2 separate regions of the Rattus norvegicus genome follow, and region 1 is linked to region 2. Evidence: chromatin contacts called from public Hi-C data. All regions are on one chromosome and are shown on one strand. Each heading gives the region's core, a stretch centred on a gene start, on an enhancer-like site or on the middle of the called end of the contact. The rest is flanking DNA. Distances are from core to core; before and after follow the strand shown. Region 1 holds the start of Ets2 (ETS proto-oncogene 2, transcription factor). Region 2 has its middle 97 kb from the start of Ets2.

The links. Hi-C and Micro-C count contacts between places; a contact is called where the count stands out from the background.
Region 1: a Hi-C map of the A7r5 cell line shows a contact between it and region 2, with 2.0 times the contacts expected there. The contact joins the promoter of Ets2 here to the enhancer-like site in region 2. A contact is called at or near these places in 2 of 12 Hi-C or Micro-C datasets (the A7r5 cell line and mammary epithelial cells).

What each region holds. Positions count from the first base shown.
Region 1 is chr11:48,487,611-48,492,502 of GRCr8, reverse strand. Ets2 (ETS proto-oncogene 2, transcription factor) reads right to left here and starts at 1,446. Exons shown (of 10, transcript NM_001107107.1): 1 at 1,222-1,446.
Region 2 is chr11:48,392,314-48,396,740 of GRCr8, reverse strand. No RefSeq gene overlaps it. Among named protein-coding and RNA genes, the nearest start is that of Ets2, 97 kb to the left of the region's middle. Within about 2 kb of position 1,345, at least 4 of the 93 cell types and tissues checked have an H3K27ac peak or open chromatin away from gene starts, as enhancers often do. A contact at or near this core is called in the A7r5 cell line, where this site is marked.

The DNA.
Region 1 (4,892 bases), core at 197-2,696, 96 kb before region 2:
AATTTAAGTCCATTTATCCTACTGGATGTGCTTGCTAACCCCTGGGACAAGTCAAGACTCTAGATAAATCAATTTTCAAGTTTAGAGCTTTTTGGTACTTTGGTTGGGGGGGGGGTGTACAAGAAATGGAAGAAAATGGCAGAAATGTAATGGCTGAGAATAGTTAAGTTTTGAAACAAGAATTTCCCGGATAACTGTATCCTTATTGGAACAGGTAATCACTTACATAAAAGAGCATAGGTTTGTATTTAGGTAAAATTTAGGTTAAAAAAAATAAAAGAAAAAAAAACCTTTTGAAGGTTGGTTTGCTTTTCGCTTAGCGATCAGTTTAGAGAGATGAATGACTAATTCCATATATGAGAGTTTGACTATTTCCCTGTGGGATGCGCGGTGTTCACATTAACTGTACTGCAAGATTACTCAGATTTTAATAAAAGCTTAACACGGAGATGTATCTCCCGATTGGCGTTGTGGGCAGACTGATAAGGGCGCAGGAGCTTTCACAGCAGGGAGTAAGTCTCTCTCTCAACAGTAAATGACTCCTGTCTCCAACCAGGACTGCACACTGCTTTACTTTCTAAATTAGTAGCGAGTCAACTACTATTTTAGGCTCCCCTGAAATTGAGTGCAGGCTAGTACAAGTCTTATGAGATTAAATAATAAATTAAAACCAAAAAAAAAGGTCAAATATGCAAACGCTTCGGGTTACCCCTTCATTCATATGTTCTACGGGGAAAATAAAAGCAGAACAGCCACGCGCACCCCTACTTGGACGTGTCCCGTACTGGCTTCCCAGGGTCCAGGGGAACCGAGAGCTGGCCGAGCAGGTGACATGTTCCCGGGAGCCGCAACTTCCCAGGTGTTTCAGGCGTCGGACACCCCCACATCCTCCCAGGCCTAGCTCCTCTCCCACTCAAGTCACCCCAAACCTGGGGCTACTTCGGCCATCTCTCCAGGTGTCTCAAGCCCCCTGGAGAAACACAGACCCGCGCCCCAGGCAGGAACCGCACAGAGCGACCACTGGCTTCCCTAAAACAAAAGCGGGCTGCCCGCTCCCGGCCCGGTTCCCGGATCCCCGGCTGAGGCCACTGGGTGCCTAGGAACCAGCTGGAGAGGCTCCGGGGCGCGCGATCAACCGGCGGGAGCAGGGGCCGCCCGCACTGCACCCCACCCCGGGCGGAGTCCCTCCCGAGGAACGTCGCGCACGGGGGCCGCTCTTACCGCGCCGCAGCAAGCAGGGCCAGCCGGAGGGCGGCGGGGAGAGGAGATCGCGGCGGTCCCGGCCGGCAAGGCCCAGCGAGACGAAGGCGTAGGGCCGATACGGGCGCGCGGGGTCGGAGACGGTGGCAGGGACTGGCGGGCCTTAGTGGTGTCCACTCCGTGCTCAGCACCGCGGTGGAGGAAGTAACCAGCCCGATCCCCTGGCCGCGCGCTCTTCTGGAGCTGGGGGAGGGCCGGAGGGGACCGGGGGAGGGGACAGCAGGGGTGACGGAGGGAGCGCGGAGGAGGAGCAAGCGCGAGGCCGGCGTGGGAGGAGAGTGTGCTCCCGCAGCGGCGGATCCACGCTGCTCCCGGGCCCTTCCCTGCGCCCCTGCAGCCGGCTGTCGCCTGCCTGCTGGCCCCTGCTCCTAAGGCCCAGCTTGGGCCTTGTGCCCAGGAGGTTCAGCTAGAAGGGCAGGGCCGTGTCCGCCCGCGTCTCCCTGGCGCACGGCCGTCTGCAGGTCCAAGCTGGGGGCCCTGGTGGCACTTGGATTGAGTGGTTAGGCTTCTGCGGTAGAACCGGTCCTGTGTTTGGAGCTACGTGTGGGTCCTGATTTCTGGTCCCTCCGACGTGAAAAGACTCTTACGTGGGGTTAGGGAGGCACAAAGTGGGCGGGTGGCGGAGTCGCGAGTGGAAGAGCAGAACGTGGCGCAGCCGCTTGAGTCTTGGGAGGCCCCTCCTACTACCTAGGTGTGGATAGCGCCCCCTAGGGCTGAGCCGAGTCTTAGCGCCAACCTAGCTGAGCACTCCGGCGCCATCTATTATTAGTCTTACTAATGCTTCAAAGCACTGGTGTTTTACTTAACATGGTCTGCCAGGTCAACAACATGCCAAGTCCAACGTGACTCTCCCAAACTCATGGTCAAAACACCAGCCAGAGGGTGGTTTCCTTTTTGGTGAGAAGGCGCCGAGTCCATGATTGGAAACCTATGTGATTGGTCCGGAGGCATAGGTGTACGTTCAATATTATTGCGTTCCTCCTTGAGTTTAGATCGATACCCGAGATTTGTAGGAAATTGCAAATGGCAGGCTTAGTCAAGGCCGCGGGACCGACGATTGGTACAAGGACAGACTTGCTGGGAAGGGAGTAGAAGGTCCCACCTTCCCTTGTACTCAGGGTTCCTGGTTTCCATGGCAACTCCCCTTCTGAAGTTGTTGCCAATCAAGATACTGTTGCATTTGATACTTCTCTCTAGTGTATCACCTTTGCAGGAGTCAAGGCCCAATCCACTAAGCTAAAACAGCTAGGTTCACAGGGGATTGATATTTCCTCAGGGCTTCTCCGTGTGAATTCAGGTCTGGACCAGAGAACCCAGGTCAAGGAGGAACTCCCTAAATAGAAGACAGATTCCCTGTTCCGTTTCCATGGAGACATGGAGCGGCATATGCTAACTTAAAGAAGGAAAGAAAAAAAAACCAGCAGAAGGTACGGACTTATCTGAAGGAGTGTGTCTGTGGGCCCTCTCTCCCCGCACCTATGCTCACACCTTGACCACGTGCCTGAGAAGCTTGGTATGGATACACATAGGGATCTCTTGAAGCTCAGGTACCCAAAACAGGACCGCCTGTTCCCACCTCTTCTGCTCCAGAGACCGTGGGTACTCTGAGACTTCTTTGGTCCAGGAAGGCCTTCTTGAGCCAAGAAAACATACCTTTCAGGGCTGCTCAGGCTGACAGCTGGAGGGCAGCGCTTGATAATACTGAGCCACCGAAAGCTACAAAAGAAATTAGTACCCCGAGTGTCATGGCACCCCTATTGTTAAACGTTGCTTAGATGATGAAGCAAACCTATAATAGGGTTTATCAGCAGGGCTGAAAACTTGGTAGAGACGGGTTCCAAATATCTGAATGACAACTTTTTTCTGAACTCTCTTTTATGAGCATTTTAGGAAAATCTCTGGCAGGGGTGGGGGGTGGGGGTGGGGGGCCCTCTCACATACATGAAGAGGAAGGACAGTCTTCAGGAAAGCCACCCCAACCTGCCAGGTCTGAGTATGTGATACCTAAAGTAAAAGAACAGTAGCTAGACGTACTCATGGCGGCTAGGGAGCTCTCAGAGACGGCAGGCACCTCTGTGTTCTGTCTGTGGTGGCCCCACCTACCTCAACCTGATCAGTTACATACTTCGGAACATAACAGATACACATTTACCTTTTCTGTTTGTTCCGCCCACCCCCTCTTCCTCTTCTTGGATGGTTTCCTAGTTACTGAGCAGAGTTAGCGCCTAGCCTGGCTGAGCTCTGCGATTATTCATTGACTGTTATGGCTCCGTTCACTGGGAAGCTGGGGCCTTCCTGCAAATTGAATCTAATAAAAGCAAACCCCTTCTGCTCTGAGATCAAAAGTCAATGGTGTTGGGAGGAAATGGAGGCTGGGAAGACGCGGAGTTGGTGAGGAGTGAGCAGGTGAACTGTGGAGGTGGGGGAGTGTGGGAGGCTGTAGCAGTACAAGGGCCAACGTAACTAAACCCCCCACCCCCAACAGAAGGGGAGACAGTACGAAAGAGCATAGGAATTACATAGAGAGTGAAATACAGAGTTCTTTAGGATCTGGGCATAATTATGAAACAATGATTAACCTACCAAGTCATCCTTTTCAGAAACTGCAGGGCAGCCTCCCGAAGAGCTAGTTTGTGTTTACTTTGTGATCTGGCTGGCTGGCTCTAACTTGGGGGCGTGGCGGGGCTAGGATGAGGAGAGGATGGGGCGGGGTCCCAGCTCCAAGTTAAACATTTAGTCTGAGGTGTACCATATTCACTCAGCAAAAACTGTGTGAGGTGGAGAGGACAAAAAGGACTGGGGCTGGAGTGCCTGCCCCTTGAGGATCACACACAGAGTGGAGCCCTTTGAACCCAGAGGGTGGGGAAACAGAGGCAAGTAAGGGCCTGGAATATGTGGGGAGGTAGAATTACCCCAATCTGAGTATGGTCTGGATGCATCAGGGAGTAGTTGGCAGTCTACTGTTCGCAAACCCCACTGGTGTTGGGTCAAGGTATGATATGATAAAGGCAGACTTTCTAACCCCACGCCTTTCCAAACCAGTCCTCTTTTGCCAGTCTGCTAACCTGCACGGTCCCAGGGGTCTGTACTAGGTGACAGTTGGCAGCCTCCCAGGTCCCATCTAAGGGATCCCAGTGCCTGTTAAGGCCTTAAGTCTTCCCTAATGTCAATATGGAGAACCCTAGGGAAAAACCTTTTCCCGCTGTCCCTCTAGCATGTTTTCTGCTTGCCTGAGGCCTCTTGTGACTCTCAGGGCCCTAGGCATGAAGACAGACAGACGCCTTGCGTGGAGCCTGCTCTTTTAACCTCTGAGGGCAGCTGTTGGGCCACATTGCCTGGGATCACCCTAGCTCAGCCTTCTGCTGGCTCTCCAGCTGTGGCCTCCAGGGCAAGTGTCTTTAGGTCTCTGGTCTGAGGTCCAGCCCTTTTTCTCCTGAGCACAGAACAAAGGGGGCCACACAATGAAATGAAAGTAGGGGGTATCATCAGCCATTCCCCTGCCTAAGTAGGCATGGTCTCTGCCTGCCAGGCTCACCCTTAATGGCTACAGGGCCAGCCCTCACAATTGGGAAGGTCGAGACTGTTGCAGTCAAGAGAAGTCTTGGTTTCTTTGATTTTTCTTGGCTTTGGTA
Region 2 (4,427 bases), core at 96-2,595:
AAGGGGCCAGCAGCCCAAGGCTTGGAGGAAAGGTAGCACAGGAGGTGGATTCCAATAGCCAAGGAAAGGGACCTGGGGTAGGCATCCCCTCATACGTCAAGAGGAGGTCAGCCCTGCTGAGACCTCCATCAGGATCTCCAGCCTCCAGAACAGGAGACAATTTTGTGGTGCTTCAGCTGCCAGTCATGACACTTCTTCCAGTAGCTATAGTGGGCCAGTGCACTCTCCATTGGTACTGAGTAAAATTACACCTGACACACTCATAGCATTGCACCTGACACACTCACAGCATTGCACCTGACACACTCACAACAGCACACCTGACACACTCACAACAGCACACCTGACTCACTCACAACAGCACACCTGACACACTCACAACAGCACACCTGACACACTCACAACAGCACACCTGACACACTCACAACAGCACACCTGACACACTCACAACAGCACACCTGACACACTCACAACAGCACACCTGACACACTCACAGCATCACACCTGACACACTCACAGCATTGCACCTGACATACTCACAGTACCACACTAACACACTCAGAGCATCACACCTGACACAGCCATAGTATCACACCTGAAACACCCACAGCATTGTATTTGACACACTCATAGCACCATACCTGACACACTCACAGCATTGTACCTGACACACTCACAGCAGCACACCTGACACACTCACAGCATCACACCTGACACACTCACAGCATTGCACCTGACATACTCACAGTACCACACTAACACACTCAGAGCATCACACCTGACACAGCCATAGTATCACACCTGAAACACCCACAGCATTGTATTTGACACACTCATAGCACCATACCTGACACACTCACAGCATTGTACCTGACACACTCACAGCAGCACACTTGACACACTCACAACAGCACGCCTGACACACTCACAGCCACTCTCATCAGCTTAATCCCAGGCAGAGGACTCCTTGGCATCTCAACTAAAGAGAAGGAACCAGATCTGGTAAAGAATGGGAGAGGTTCCCATCATTCCTGCTGCCAAGTCAAGGCTGAGGTTTGCTGTAGATGCTACGGGAGCCTGGCAGCACTCTCTCGCTTTAAAGATATGCAGTTCTTCCACAGGAAGTGGGAAATCACCACAGGTCTGGCTCTAAACGGGATTTCTCATTTTCCCTGTGACAGTTGTAGAGATCGCCACTGCCGCTGTTGGGAATTATTTTCTTTCAACAAGGGTGTTTCTTACATTTCTCTTCGCTGACTCAGTTCTTCCCACTTTTTGCCTCCACCCCCACTGTAACTTATTAGGTTCTCATTAAACAAATAAAACGCATGCCCAGAGTTGGATTTAGAATTTTATACAGCTGTCAAGAATAGCTGTACCATGAGCAGAGTGGTGGCCACAGGAAGTGATTCACTGCTGCCGCAAGGTCAGCTTCTCTTACCTACAACCCCAGAGAAGCAGAAAACATAAACACTGTTCTTAGGTGTCACTCACAGAAGCTCCCTGCTGCACCAGACCTTGTTAACTGTTCCCTCTGACAACTGTACAGGACAAAGGGACAGCTCATGGCCATGTAGGGCAAAGTGGCTTGTGGAGGGACTGGCACTGTGTCTACCGAGGGTGGTCATAAAAGAAGATGTTCCTCTAATTGTCACTACATGTACAGACTCTGGGATTAGATCTGGTTGTCATAGACTTTTAACTTTCGTTGGGACAATTCCTCCTGGGACCGGTGGTGGTGGCCTCATGCATAATCCCACTGGTACCTCTGACCTACCTCCGTCCTTTCCGTGGACTAGCATCCTGGGCTAGCTCAATTTACTTGATCTTGGCTGCAGGCTGTGTCTGCCTCAGTGCCCTGGCGAGAACACTTACAGTGGTCTGCTTCTCTTTCAGGGGCCCATTCATACCCGCTAGGTCCAGAGAGTCTTTAGTAGCTTTCTGTATTAGATATATGGAAAGAAATGGAAGAAAGTTCAAAGGTCATGAACACTGACTCTGAACTCCTTGCCACACCCCGAATGGCATTGAGACTAAAGACAGAAAGAGGACTTCACCTAAGACATTAAAGTTAGATAATGTGACCCCTTCATGGTCGGTTGGAGTCCATGGATGGTTCTACGGTTCCTCTTAAATTTTCCTTTCTTATCCTTATCTTTAGCATGGAGTATATTGGTGATTTTTCTTATCACCGTGATAAAATAGACCCAACAAAAGCAACGCAAGGGGGCTGGAGAGATGGCTCAGTGGTTAAGAGCACTGACTGCTCTTCCAGAGGTCATGAGTTCAAATCCCAGCAACCACATGGTGGCTCACAACCATCTGTAAAGAGATCCGATGCCCTCTTCTGGTGTGTCTGAAGACAGTGACAGTGTATTCGTCATATATAAAATGAATAAATAAAATCTTAAAAAAAAAAGCAACGCAAGGAAGGGTTTATTGCGGCTCGGAGTTTGAGGGTATGGTCTATCATGGTGGCAGGGGTTTGAAGGATAGGGTCACATCACATCTACAATACAGATGCAGAGAGACCCAAAGGCTAGCACTCAGATTGCTGTCTCCTCTCTATTCAGCCCAGGACCGTAGCCTAGGGAATGGTACTACCCACAGTTAGGGTGAGCCTTTCCACCTCAATTATATACAGAATCTAGATCATCCTGTATAGGTTTATCCAGAGGTTAACCTAATCACACACCTGGCCAGAGGCTGGCCTCCTGGGTAGCTCCTCTAAGTTGACAGTCACAATTCACCATCACAAAGAACATCAGATTAGTCCGGCGAGTCATTAAATGTTAAACGAAGAAAATGAATTGAAAGACAATTTTAAAATCACCGTAAGAAGAATGTGGGACACGGAATCAAAAATAAACAAGTCAGACAAATGTGTTAATTCTTGATCTTGTCAGGACATAATACCTGACAAGAAGCAACTTAAGGAAGAAGGATTTATTTGGGCTCAAGTGTTGATGTGAGACACAGTCATGGTGGGGAGGTGTGAAGGTGGGACTGTGAGGCAGCTGGTCCTATTGCGTCTGCACTCAGGAAGCAGAGAGACACAAACATTAATTTTCACCTGTTCGCCCTTCCCCCTCTTCATGTAATCCTGGAGTCCAGCCAGTGGAACAGAGGCACCCACATTCACAGTGGGTCTCCCCTCCTTAGTTAAAGCTCTCTGGAAACACCCTGGTAGCCACGCCCAGAAGAGTATATCCCAGGTCATTTCAAATCCAGTCAGGTTGACAAAGGTTAACACCACAGTGGGCAACAATTATCAAGAAAAATTTCATCAAAGGCCATGAAGGGGTGAAATGTAAATTGCTTAAAACTTATGCTCACAGAGTATACAGCACAAGACTGAAACATGTTATAAACATGGACTCTGGGTGGTAACAATGTGTCGAAGTGAACCCATCAACCGTAGCAAATGTCCTCTCTGGCAGAAAGGCGGAAGGATGGATGGAGGCTGTGTATGAGTGGAAGGGAGAAGAAATCATAGGACCTCTGAATCGTCCTGTGATTCCAACACAGTTGCTCTAAAAACATTTGAGAGTTATATCAAATTAAACAATAACACACAAACTCCTGTGTTTAAAAAATTGATTAAGGTGTTTTTAAAAAATAATTTGAAAAGGATAAAGTACTAAAAAAGGGGGGGGGCTATTTTTATTCCATAGACAAAGCCCCGGGTATTTTGTTCTACATTTTGGGCAGTGAGGATCTTGGTTGTTAATAAAACAAAAAAGAAAAATGGGGGAGACCCTGGGGTCTCTAATAGTGGAGGAGGTGGGAGCAGAAGTCTCCGGGGAAATGAAGAAAATCAACTGAAGGGTTGTTGGGAAAGCAGGACTTGAGAGCAGCTTGCCAATAACCCAGGGCAGCCGGAGGGGATAGAAATAGCTTTTGTTTCAAGCCTTCCCCCAAGCCTAGCCTGGCTCCCTCATCGAACTACACTTAGGGTTCCAAATTGAAAAGCAGATGGACCTCCACTCCCCAGCGCTTGGGAAATTCTCACCAGCTTTTCTCCTTGCCTGAAAGGAACTTTTTTTTTTTTTTTTTTTTTTTTTTTTTTTTTCCGGAGCTGGGGACCGAACCCAGGGCCTTGCGCTTCCTAGGCAAGCGCTCTACCACTGAGCTAAATCCCCAGCCCCTGAAAGGAACTTTTGAAACAGAAAAGTGCAGGCAGTTTGGGAGACAGGTGCTCTCCAACGGGTTAGAGGAACATCCAGCAGGGCCAACAAAAGCACTTCCGTCTATAGCTTCCCACCACAGTAAGCTTCGTGGGATGGGGTTGGGGGAGCACGTGAAGCCCCAGGAACTCCAGGAGCTTTCAAATGGCCAAGGCCAGTGCCTCTGAATGGGGACATTAATAGGAGGACCCTTTCCTGGAAAGGAGGGACCCAGGAAAGGGTGCTGGACTATGAGATACA